2 separate regions of the Zea mays genome follow, and region 2 is linked to region 1. A link is a contact called in public Hi-C data. All regions are on one chromosome and are shown on one strand. Each heading gives the region's core, a stretch centred on a gene start, on an enhancer-like site or on the middle of the called end of the contact. The rest is flanking DNA. Distances are from core to core; before and after follow the strand shown. Region 1 has its middle 45 kb from the start of LOC100384030. Region 2 holds the start of LOC100384030 (glossy13).

Region 1 (5,443 bases), core at 1,414-3,913:
ACATGTGATATCGACTGGATCAACAAAGCAAGAAGAGGCATATTTGGGTCGTCTCACTGTTGTGCTGGCTGTTGTGAGATTTCTTTTATTGCAAGCTCTTGCTTTTCGTGGTCATGATGAGTCTTACACATCTTCCAATAAAGGAAATTATCTTGAATTGATGGATTGGTTGAAAAAGAGGGACAAAGATGCCAAAAACTTACTTGACAATGCTCCCGGAAATAATTTACTGACTTCACCAACAATACAAAAGGAGTTGTGTGAGGCTTGTGCAAAACAGACTACTAAAGCCATCTTGGATGATATTGGGGATAAAAAGTTCTCTATTCTTGTTGATGAGTCTAGAGATGCATCTATCAAAGAGCAAATGGCAGTTGTTGTGAGGTTAGTTGCTATCTTGCTACTTTATTTGTTGACATCTGTTTTATATTAATTAATGTGGCACCACTTACTATTGTTGTCCTTATGTTGACACAGATACGTTGATAGCAAAGGGCTTGTGATTGAGAGATTTCTTGGCATTGAGCATGTTCTTGACACAACATCAATGGCACTAAAGAGAGCTTTGGATGCTATGCTTAATGATCATGGTTTATCTATCCATAATATAAGAGGGCAAGGGTATGATGGCGCATCTAATATGAGAGGTGAATTCCATGGGCTACAAAGACTGGTATTAGATGAAAATTCCTATGCCTTTTATATTCACTGCTTTGCCCACCAGTTGCAGTTAGTGGTTGTTTCAGTTGCGAAGTGTTGTTCTTCTATCATGGATTTTTTTAACTACACAACTTTGATTATTAACACTGTTAATGCATCCTGTAAGAGGCATGACCAATTGGCCCAAGAACATCATGATAATCTAGTGAAAGGATTAGAGAACGAAGAAATTTTTTCTGGAAGAGGGAAAAATCAAGAAACAAATCTTACAAGACCTGGAGATACTCGTTGGGGATCACATCATAAAACTTTGTGTCGTTTACAACTCATGTGGCAAGCCGTGTTGGAAGTGTTAGAGAATATATGTGATGATGGCCCTACGTCATCAACCAAAACATGTGCTGCAGGATTGATAAAACAAATGGAGAGTTTTGAATTTGTGCTCATTATGCATATTATGATTCAATTGTTGGGTAAGACTAATGATTTGTCACAATGCTTGCAAAAGAAGGACCAAAATATAGTTCGTGCTGTATCATTGATTGAAGTTACATTGCAGAAAGTTATTAACTTTAGAGAACATGGTTGGGAGGATCTATTTGAAGAGACAAAAGCATTTTGTCTCAAGCATAATATTATAGTGCCAAATATGTTGGATACAATTGCAGCTAGGGGTCGCTCGAGGGGTCGTGGAGGCCAGCTAGTGACTTACCAACATCATTTTCATCATGAGATATATAATGTGGTACTTGACCAACTTATTGTGGAATTAAACAATCGCTTTGGTGAAAGATCTACAGAACTATTGAAATGCTTTGCCTGTCTTGATCCTAGAAATTCTTTCGCCAACTTTGATATAGATAAGTTGGTTCAGCTTGCCAAACTATATGTTGCTGACTTCTTCCCATATGATTTGATTTGCTTGAGGGAGCAACTTGAGACATTCATTGTTGAAGTGAGAGGTGATCCAGAATGGTCAAGTTGTACTGATATTGGTATGATTGCACAATTGATGGTTAAAAGTGGAAAGCATGGTGACTTACAGTTGGTGTATCGTCTCATTGAGTTGGTGTTAGTATTGCCGGTGGCAACAACATCTGTAGAAAGGGCATTTTCTGCTATGAGTATTATCAAAACTGAGTTGCGGAATAAGATGGCTGATGATTGGCTAAATCACCGCATGGTGTGTTATATTGAGAGGGATATATTTACAACTATTGAAGATGAAAAGATATTAAAACATTTTCAAGATATGAGGACCCACAGAATTAATCTACCTCGTTCTAGTGGTATTTACAAAATCGTTGTTCTAAATTTGCTTTACATTACTATACTATAGTTGCTGATTTCTTTTTCATGCCTCTAATTTGTGCTTTTATATTTTTTCAGTGGCTTCCAACTCTGTACTTGAAACAATTGTTGAATAATGAAGATATTTGCTTCATGATGGCGCCAATTATATGTTATCTATCTGTAAGTTAAATTTTATTGTACCTTTGCACTATGTTATATTTTGTTATCCTTTTCTTAATTAAGTTTGGCCCGGGGCTTGGGTAAATCCTAGATCCGCCACTGTTGCCGACCACACTCCACAAAGACGCACGCGCAGTTTAATAATGTTTCTGTAATTAACCGAATTGGTTCGGTTCCTATTTTTTCTACATTTATTTCGGCTATTGTTTTTCAGAAACCGAAATTTTTAAAAACCTTATAAACCAAACTGAATTAACCTAATAAACTGAATGCGCACCGCCTACACTGTACAGTGTAAAAAGCGGCGCATCAATGCTGAGTAGGCGTACGTCCAAACGTGGCAGCGTGCGCGCGATAACGACGACCCCTGCATCCGCGCGCGGAAAAGAGACGCCGCACGAGAAGAAAAGGCGGAGAGGAAAAAAGAAAACCCCACAGGAAATGCTCAACGGCAACATGATACGAGTAGGCAAAGCAGACCAACAGATCGTACGGCGTTCCTTTTTTTTTTGGAGGCAGGGATGCTCCGTTCCGTTCTTTTTCGTGTGGTCAGTGGGCCGGCCGGTCCGTTCCGTTGATGCCGAGTGAGGAGTAAATGGCTGCAGGAGAAAGCTGGTGAAGCAACAACGCTGCATTCAATTCAGCATCGATTACTAGTAGTAGTAATATTGCAATCAAGATGGGGCTTTCTTGGTCGGGCGTCACGTCATGGCGTTTGTTTGCTCCAATTTCAGGGCAAAATATGAGTGGCCAGATGTCCATCCGGCCGTCCTGCACGGCACCGATATATGGCAGCCACGGTTTGACGGGGCTGGGATGAAAAAGGAAACTCATAATTTAATACAACACACATAATATTAATGGTTAGATGATGATTAACTAGTAGGACAATAATATAAGATAAATAGATACATAGAGACAACACTACATTGTTATTTGTTTGCTAGTGGTGTATATAGAGACTACTCCCTCCGGTGCAGTAAAAGAAGTCATCCTGCGCGTGACCGAGTGTGCACAAAAAGAAGTCATAGCGCGCGTAGGTCTGGGATTTGGACGTTGTTGCCCCTAGTAATTGCACAAAAAAAGATGTATTTAAGAGGAATCGAACTTGAGACCTCCAGTCTAGAATGCTTTAGAGCTACTGCAGCAACCAATCAAGCCTGATTGTTTTAGTGACGTTAATGCACCCATATCCCTATTTAATAGGGGCAAACAGGGAAAACTCTATGATAATTAATCACTCCTTGGTATGCACAATCATGTCCTAAACGACTACCTTTACTGCACTGGAGGGAGTATATTGTTTAAGTCTTTAGACCAATTGTCATTGAGGAGAGCCAGTGGATAGAATGACTTCTTGTGCTATAATTTGTCATCTAATAATATGAGGCTTTAGCTAATGCACTAATGCATTTTGGGGTTGAGGATGATCCTGGATTTCTCAAATACGTGTTCAACCTGGACAAAAACGGAATCCCGCAAAATCGGTGAGGATAGACTCTCTCTCTCGTTTCCGTCCTATTTGCAGAATTTTCCTCAAATTATAAAACAGACAAGTCAAATGTCAAAAACGGCATAGATTGTGTTTACCCGTCCGTTTCCAACCCTAGATCTAGGGGGCATGTGTCGTGCCTCAAAAAACCACACGCTTCATTGGCGGCTTGGATAGATATTATATATATACTTTTTTCGAACGGCCCCTAAAAAGCACGATAAATTAACATGCAGTGTTAGCCTATAGTAGATGATATTATGAAACATCATAATCATTCATAAAACCAAAGTTCCACAAATTTATTCACTTCACATCCACTATGTCTACAAAATCATATCCACAAGTTGATATTATCATATTCTCGCATTCACAGCCACCAGGGGTGGATTAAGGATCTGATCACACAACGAGCCAGCTATTAAATCTATTGTTCTTCCAATACATTTTAGTCTAAAGACAACAAATATAAGTAGGAACATATGGATTAATCCCTAGGCCACGGGCTCAGTGGATCGAGGCTTGTATCCGCCCAGCCACTTATCATAAATTTACACTCACAGGTCACAAAATCACAGAATCAACAAAGAACTTAAGCAACAAAACCAATAGAGAAGACATACAACAGAAAATTTAATAATTGAGTTGTCTTATGTAATGCTCTTATTTAAAATCTTTATAGGTAAAACTCAGACTTATGATAAATCTTATAAAGAAAAAAGAGTGCAACCACCTTATAAATTAAGACTTATAAACCATTGTTTAACACATAAACAAGTCTCACAACTTCACAATCACAAACTCTCGATCTTAGTCACTCATGGATCATTCACTAACTCAGACTTCACACACAGTCCTTCAGTCCCACTAAGCACAACTGACAACAGCTTCATCTTCACCAAGATACAAGTTTTTGAATGAGTCTTCAAGCTCTTTGTTCACAACCATATTTGTTATCTTGTTTCTCCTAACCTTTAGTCCTTGTTGTAGATCAATATCTCCACAAATTTGGCTAACAATCATCATCGTCGCACTTTAACTACCCTGACAATCAAGCTAAAACAAGATTCTAAAGAGATGGTAGGCACAAGAACTAATCGTCAATTCATGCTTATAGAGATAAGCCCTTCTTTCTGATGTTTAAGCAAATGGCCAATGCCACCAAAAGATCTAGCAATCAATTCATGCTTATAGAATTTGCAGACAACGAATCAACGATAGTCCAAACATGTTTACCATTCACAACCTCAAACACCTTATCAAAGTTGGCTCATATACCAGATCGAGGATGCTTACCAATGAATGAAGTACCATATGTCATGTTGGAGCTGACAAGTGTCCCTGTCTCCATTGTTGCTCCTTCAACATTGTTGTCTAGATTGATTTGATCCAAACAAAATCGTTGCCAATGTCGATACCAAACAAGGCAATGACATCTCATGGACGTCGCCATCATTTTTGGTGACAACCTTGTCACTTTGTGGTCTTCGTTACGGATTAGTGGTTAGACGACATTGTCATCCTCCATGGCGTCCACGATCGTGGAGGGCTCATCTCTAAAAGCATTCTTCAACAGTGTGAGTGGCCATTGTGCCTATTCTACGCTAGAGCATGAGGATGAGGCATCGACTACTAGCCAACAAAGACGAGAGAGAGATATTAGAGAGAGAAAGAGAGAGATCTAGGGTTAGGGTTTGAGTACCTACATAAGAGAAGCTAGATGTCTGAGAAGACAAGGGCCACCTAGAGAAATGAGAACAATGAACATATTATAAAATACAACAAGCAATGAAGGAGGGATGGATGGGGACACGAAGT
Region 2 (5,443 bases), core at 1,338-3,837, 45 kb after region 1:
CTGGCGGCCCCTCTGCTGCCTGTCTCCAGCCCTGATCTATCTCCATCTCTTCCCCCTTCCCTTAATTCCTTCCAACCCTCACCATCAGCAAGTCTCCGGGTTGTTTGATTTGCTCACTAGTCACTACGCATGGTACTACCGTACTACTCACGGCTTGAAGATTGAAGGAGTACATACTGCGAGCGACTGGAGACAGCAGTGTCAACAGTGCAGGCTAGCATAGGTATACTGTTGGTAAGGAGGAGTGAATAGCAGCAGGGCAGCACTGTTATTCATCACATGAGCTGAGCTGGAAATAAAATCGCACGGGCCGGCCGGGTGCTTCTTCACGTGCGACGGGGGTGCATTATCCATGGCGCCAACCTGTTGCCGCTGGCAACCAGCTCGGGCTTGTCGCGCAACTGTACACAAACGTCTACGATGTGGTGCCATGCTGCCATGACATACAACAAACGCTTGCGGGCACATCAAAACGACTCATCATCATCACACGTCGGCCAATGCATCATTTGAACTCTAGACTTCCATCGTAGAGAAATTTGTCAATAGCTCAGTGTGTGAAATGCTAAAACATTTCAATGCCAACGCGCCTTATTATTTTTTTTTGCAATTTTGTTAGAGATCATATGTTAGTATGCATTTTTCTCCTAAGACCATCTCTAGCAGCTTACCCATACATATACTCATATTCAAACTATACTCTACAAACAATATAATCTATAATGCAAAACAGTATAAAAAGTGTTTTTATCATATGAGTGAACTACTGGACCTTACACCTATATAGTCACTAAAAACACCGTTTTGCATCGTTTTATATTATAGATTACACTGTTTATATAGTGTAGTTTGAATATAGGTATATGTATAGGTAAACTGCTGGAGATGGTCTAAGTGCATGCTTTTTAGAGCGGTAGCTTTGGGGGGGTCTTGGTTTGAAAGCAAAAACTTTCTGGTTTTTTTTGGCTTCTATAGTACTAGTTGTTGTCGTTTTGTAGTAAATTTTTAGCTTCTCAGCGTATTAAAAATCAGAGAGGCTTCACTCAGCATAGCTTTTAGTTTGTTTTTCTCGGAAGTCAGCATTTTAACTTTTCAAACGGCAATTCAATGTTGGGGCTGCTTGTTTCATCTTTCGCTCCGGATTAAAACTAATTATTTGGACTGTTATAGTTGTAATTTATAGAGATAAAACACTATAAAAACAGTAGAAGTTGGTATATTATAAAACAGAAACAAACAAGCCCTAAATTAAATTTATCTACTCGATCTATCTTTATTTTTTTGAAAAGATATATTAACATATACTCTCTCTCCGTCCCTGTGTGTGTATATATATTATATAGGATTTGCCGGAAAGATAGAATGTTACTTCTGCAATAGAGAGTATTAAAACTAGACGGTCTTCTCTTCTTTATCTCTTCTATTATATGAAACACCAGTTTCCACGGTTCAACGATTATCGTGTCCCCCACATTTAAACGATATATATAGTCGATAAAGTTTTGCATCTTTCGAACAACCTTAGGGTCTTTTTGGTTGGACTGTGTCTATGAAAAAAATTAATATGGGCTGTTAAAAAACTAAAAACAATTTGACGAAAACTATTAAAAGTCGCTATTTTTTAATATATATTTTCACAGTTTCATCTGAAAAGCTACTAAAAACAGGTATAGAGGTGCTTTCAATTTTGCACTGCAAGAAAAGTCGACTATTAGGAAAAGCTGTTTTTTGGATCGAACCCTTTAATTTAACTTTTGGCTTTTAAGGTGCAAAAGCTAGAGCCAAAAGTAAAACCAAAGAGACTCTAAGGCTATCTGTAGCAGTTTTCTCTAAATTTGTCCGTATATACCACATGCAGCCACATCATATAGATTCCACCCCTACGTTTTCCTTCCCGTATAGGTTTTTTTTTTAAATTCTCTTCCTACACTCCACTATAACCTAAAATATTATTTTTCATACCTATCTGTGATCCAACGTCATTTTTTTCTACAACTAACAATTAATACGTGCGTACCAACTTCGAGACAAAGAGGACCGACAAAATCACGCAACCCTTGAACTGTAGCAAGGAGGGGCGCTTGTAGCGCACAGCGCTGCGGAGGGGTGAGGGTCACTCTATACGTCTACAGGAGTAAGGGAGGGTGACACTCGCGGCGAGCGCTGCGGACAGCCTAACACACAATAATCACCATGGGTTGGTAAGCAGTATAGAGGAAGGAAATGAAAGATTATTGTTAAATGAGCCCACGAACAGGCCCAGAACAACCATGCCCGGAGAGTCTCACTTGAGTCTGAAGTCTGAACTGGAAAATGAAAAGCCGGTGCACGGCTTCCCCATTTCCTTCCCTCCCTTTCTTGTGAACCTGTCGCCGTCAGCTTCCAGGTCTCCGCTAAAAACCCCCGAGGATTAGAGGCGCAAAGCAGAGAGAGAAAGCCCGGGGGCGACTGATCGAAGGAGAAAGCGGCCTATGACCATAAATGCGAACGAGTCGGTGGATCCACCCCCTCCTTCCCCAGTCCGCCATTACCACCGCCTGCCAGTACGCCCTCCTTAAATGGCCGCACTGCCGCGCCACACACCGGGCGGAAAGGCGCGGGCAGCGGCAGCTAGGGTTTGGTGTGGCGGGGGAGACCGATCGGGGGCGAGATGTGGGCGGCGGAGGCGGCGTTCTCGCGCTCCGGGTCGTGGCGGGAGGCGGAGGACGAGCGGGAGGCGCTGCGGTGGGCCGCGCTGCAGCGGCTGCCCACCGTCACCCGCGCGCGACGGGGCCTGCTCAGGTCCCCGGCTCCCGACGGGGCCGCGGCCGTCGAGGGCGACGACGTGCTCTGCGAGGTCGACGTCGCCGGGCTCTCCTCCGGGGACCGCACCGCGCTCGTCGACCGCCTCGTCGCCGACTCTGGCGACTCCGAGCACTTCTTCCGACGCATACGCAGCCGCTTCGACGCGTGAGTAGTTACACTCCTGCATTTTAATTTGCTCCCTCGTCATCATGCTTTGCCCTGTGTCGTTGTCTCCCCGCCCCAGTTCAAAAATAATGTCTCGACCTCGTCGTCTCCCCCACACCACTCCGCCGCCTCCGCGCGCGCGGACGAGCTTGCGCGCTTCGTCCGTTGTTGTGCAGCCAGGGTGACCCACGCGGCGTTGCATGACATGTGGGCCCAAGCGGCTCATCCGCGGACCGCGGGGTTTGGAAAATTGGCAAGTGGCAACCGCTGCATGGCAGGTGCTAGTGCTACCGCGGAAAGGCTACGCGGTTAGGGAGGCTGACTAGTGGCGCCAGTAGGTGTTTGTACGGTTCCGTCCTTCTGGTTCAGTGTGTCGAGTCTAGTTTCCGGCTTTCCGCCGTCATCTCGTCGTACTCACACGTCCCAGTCGCCGCGGAGATTGGCGCCTCGAAGTTTTCTTCTCCAGATGGGCTATTCAGAAGCTTCCAGGCCTCCACGGCATGGCCCATGGACGTGCAGGCCATGATTGGGCCTCCGGGTGCGGATGCGAAAGCAGGAGCCAGAGCGCCAGCAGTAGCAGGCGGCGTGAAGAGCATCAGATCGCCTGTTGGCAGCAGCGCTAGTAGATTTTGCTCGTGCGTACTCGTACGACGAGCTACGTACGTGTCCGCTTCTGTCAAATAATTTGCTTCCTTCGGAAGCACATGCTAAAATTTGTATCGAGGCATCACAGAGCTATACTGATCTTGCTTTTGGGCTCTGAAACTCTGTTGATTTTCCCGTCTCCTCGCTCCTGCAGAGTGCAGATAGAGTTCCCCAAGATCGAAGTGAGGTATGAGGATGTGACAGTGGACGCTTACGTGCATGTTGGGAGCAGGGCTCTACCGACCATCCCGAACTTCATATGCAACATGACAGAGGTTGGCCCAAAGATCTTAACTGCAATTTTTTTCGTCAATATACGTTTTTCATCATATCGGTTGTTCTAAACTTGATCTCCATGTGAAAGTGACGTTTAAACAAGTTTTCCACGGCAGTGGAAGAATTACCGCATCAGTTTTACTCTTGTAGAATTCAGATCCTGACATGCTTATCTTGTTATTTTTAATAGGCTTTTCTGAGGCATCTGAGGATCTATCGAGGAGGAAGAGTTAAACTGCCGATTTTGGACAACATCAGTGGGGTAATTCGCCCATCAAGGTGCATATGGAAACTCTGTCTCCCCCATAAAGAATTCTAGGAAGATTGCATATCAGGGGGCTGTTTGGATCTGTTCGTTGTAGAGGAATTAGAATATCCTTAACAGAGTAGTCTATTTGACTTGGAATTTAACATTTCACTACTTTTCAAAGTTTAGATATAGACTCAAGTTTCTAGGGTAGGGAATAGAAATAGATTTTATGTATCATGTATTTCTACTCCACACTTATAATACACTGGCCCTCTATTTCTCCCATATATAACCAATAATAATATACAAATATATTCCGTATAAAACCTTATTAGCTTAATTAATTAGTGCCTAAATTAGGATTATTAGAATGAAATTTAATTCAAAGGATCCAAATGGCGCCTCATTGGTTTTTATGGGACACCAAATTAAGCTTGCACATGCATTGGTTCGTGCTGCAGAATGACACTGCTTTTGGGCCCTCCAAGTTCCGGGAAGACCACCTTGCTTCTTGCTCTTGCTGGACGGCTCGGTCCTGGACTAAAGGTTTGTAACATCACATCAGTCACTTTTCATTCTTTGAATGCGTGTTCATAAAAAAATGATGGGCGACTCTTTGTATCTGGGTTAATTCAATCCATTCTTTGTCCATCACAAGGCCGGAATGCCGGACTGGCATGTTCTATTACCTGACAATGGACTGTCATCAGCAAAATTAGCCTTTGACTTGAGTCCCCCAACTTGTTACTGACAGGAAGCACCCAAATTTGTTGTAGATGTCTGGGAACATTACTTACAATGGCCACCATTTGAACGAATTCGTGCCTCAGCGAACATCTGCTTATGTCAGTCAGCAAGACTGGCATGCTTCAGAAATGACGGTCAGAGAAACGCTGGAGTTTGCCGGGCGCTGTCAGGGTGTTGGAATAAAGTATGGTAGGTCACCGCACCGAATTAGTAAAGTTTTGCTGTTCCTTGATTGTTTGGTCTTTGACATCAATCAACCTGCAGACATGCTTGTTGAACTGTTGAGGAGAGAAAAGAATGCGGGGATAAAACCTGACGAGGACCTAGATGTGTTCATGAAGGTAGACTACATTTAGGCAGAATGATTATATAAATATTTAATTATTGTGTCATAAATATTGTTCTCAAATTTTCAGGCGTTGGCTCTTGAGGGTAAGCAGACAAGCCTCGTAGCAGAGTATATAATGAAGGTATGGGATCCATCTCTTTCAGCTATTTGTCTATGTGCTTTGAAAATTCTCAAGAACATATTTCTTTTGTGTTTCCCCTATTATTTTTTTATTTTTACTGGCCTCT

Evidence for each region. A called contact is a pair of places that touch in the nucleus more often than the background predicts.
Region 2: a Hi-C map of leaf shows a contact between it and region 1, with 6 times the contacts expected there. The contact joins the promoter of LOC100384030 here to the enhancer-like site in region 1. A contact is called at or near these places in 8 of 25 Hi-C or Micro-C datasets (bundle sheath, ear, endosperm and 3 more) and 1 of 3 datasets of contacts at active chromatin or transcription factors (leaf).

What each region holds. Positions count from the first base shown.
Region 1 is chr3:10,215,183-10,220,625 of Zm-B73-REFERENCE-NAM-5.0, forward strand. No RefSeq gene overlaps it. Among protein-coding and RNA genes, the nearest start is that of LOC100384030, 45 kb to the right of the region's middle. Within about 2 kb of position 2,664, at least 14 of the 20 cell types and tissues checked have an H3K27ac peak or open chromatin away from gene starts, as enhancers often do. A contact at or near this core is called in bundle sheath, ear, leaf and 1 more, where this site is marked.
Region 2 is chr3:10,260,248-10,265,690 of Zm-B73-REFERENCE-NAM-5.0, forward strand. LOC100384030 (glossy13) reads left to right here and starts at 2,588. Exons shown (of 24, transcript NM_001321723.1): 1 at 2,588-2,949; 2 at 3,749-3,869; 3 at 4,061-4,149; 4 at 4,582-4,666; 5 at 4,897-5,056; 6 at 5,132-5,208; 7 at 5,284-5,337. The coding sequence starts at 2,651.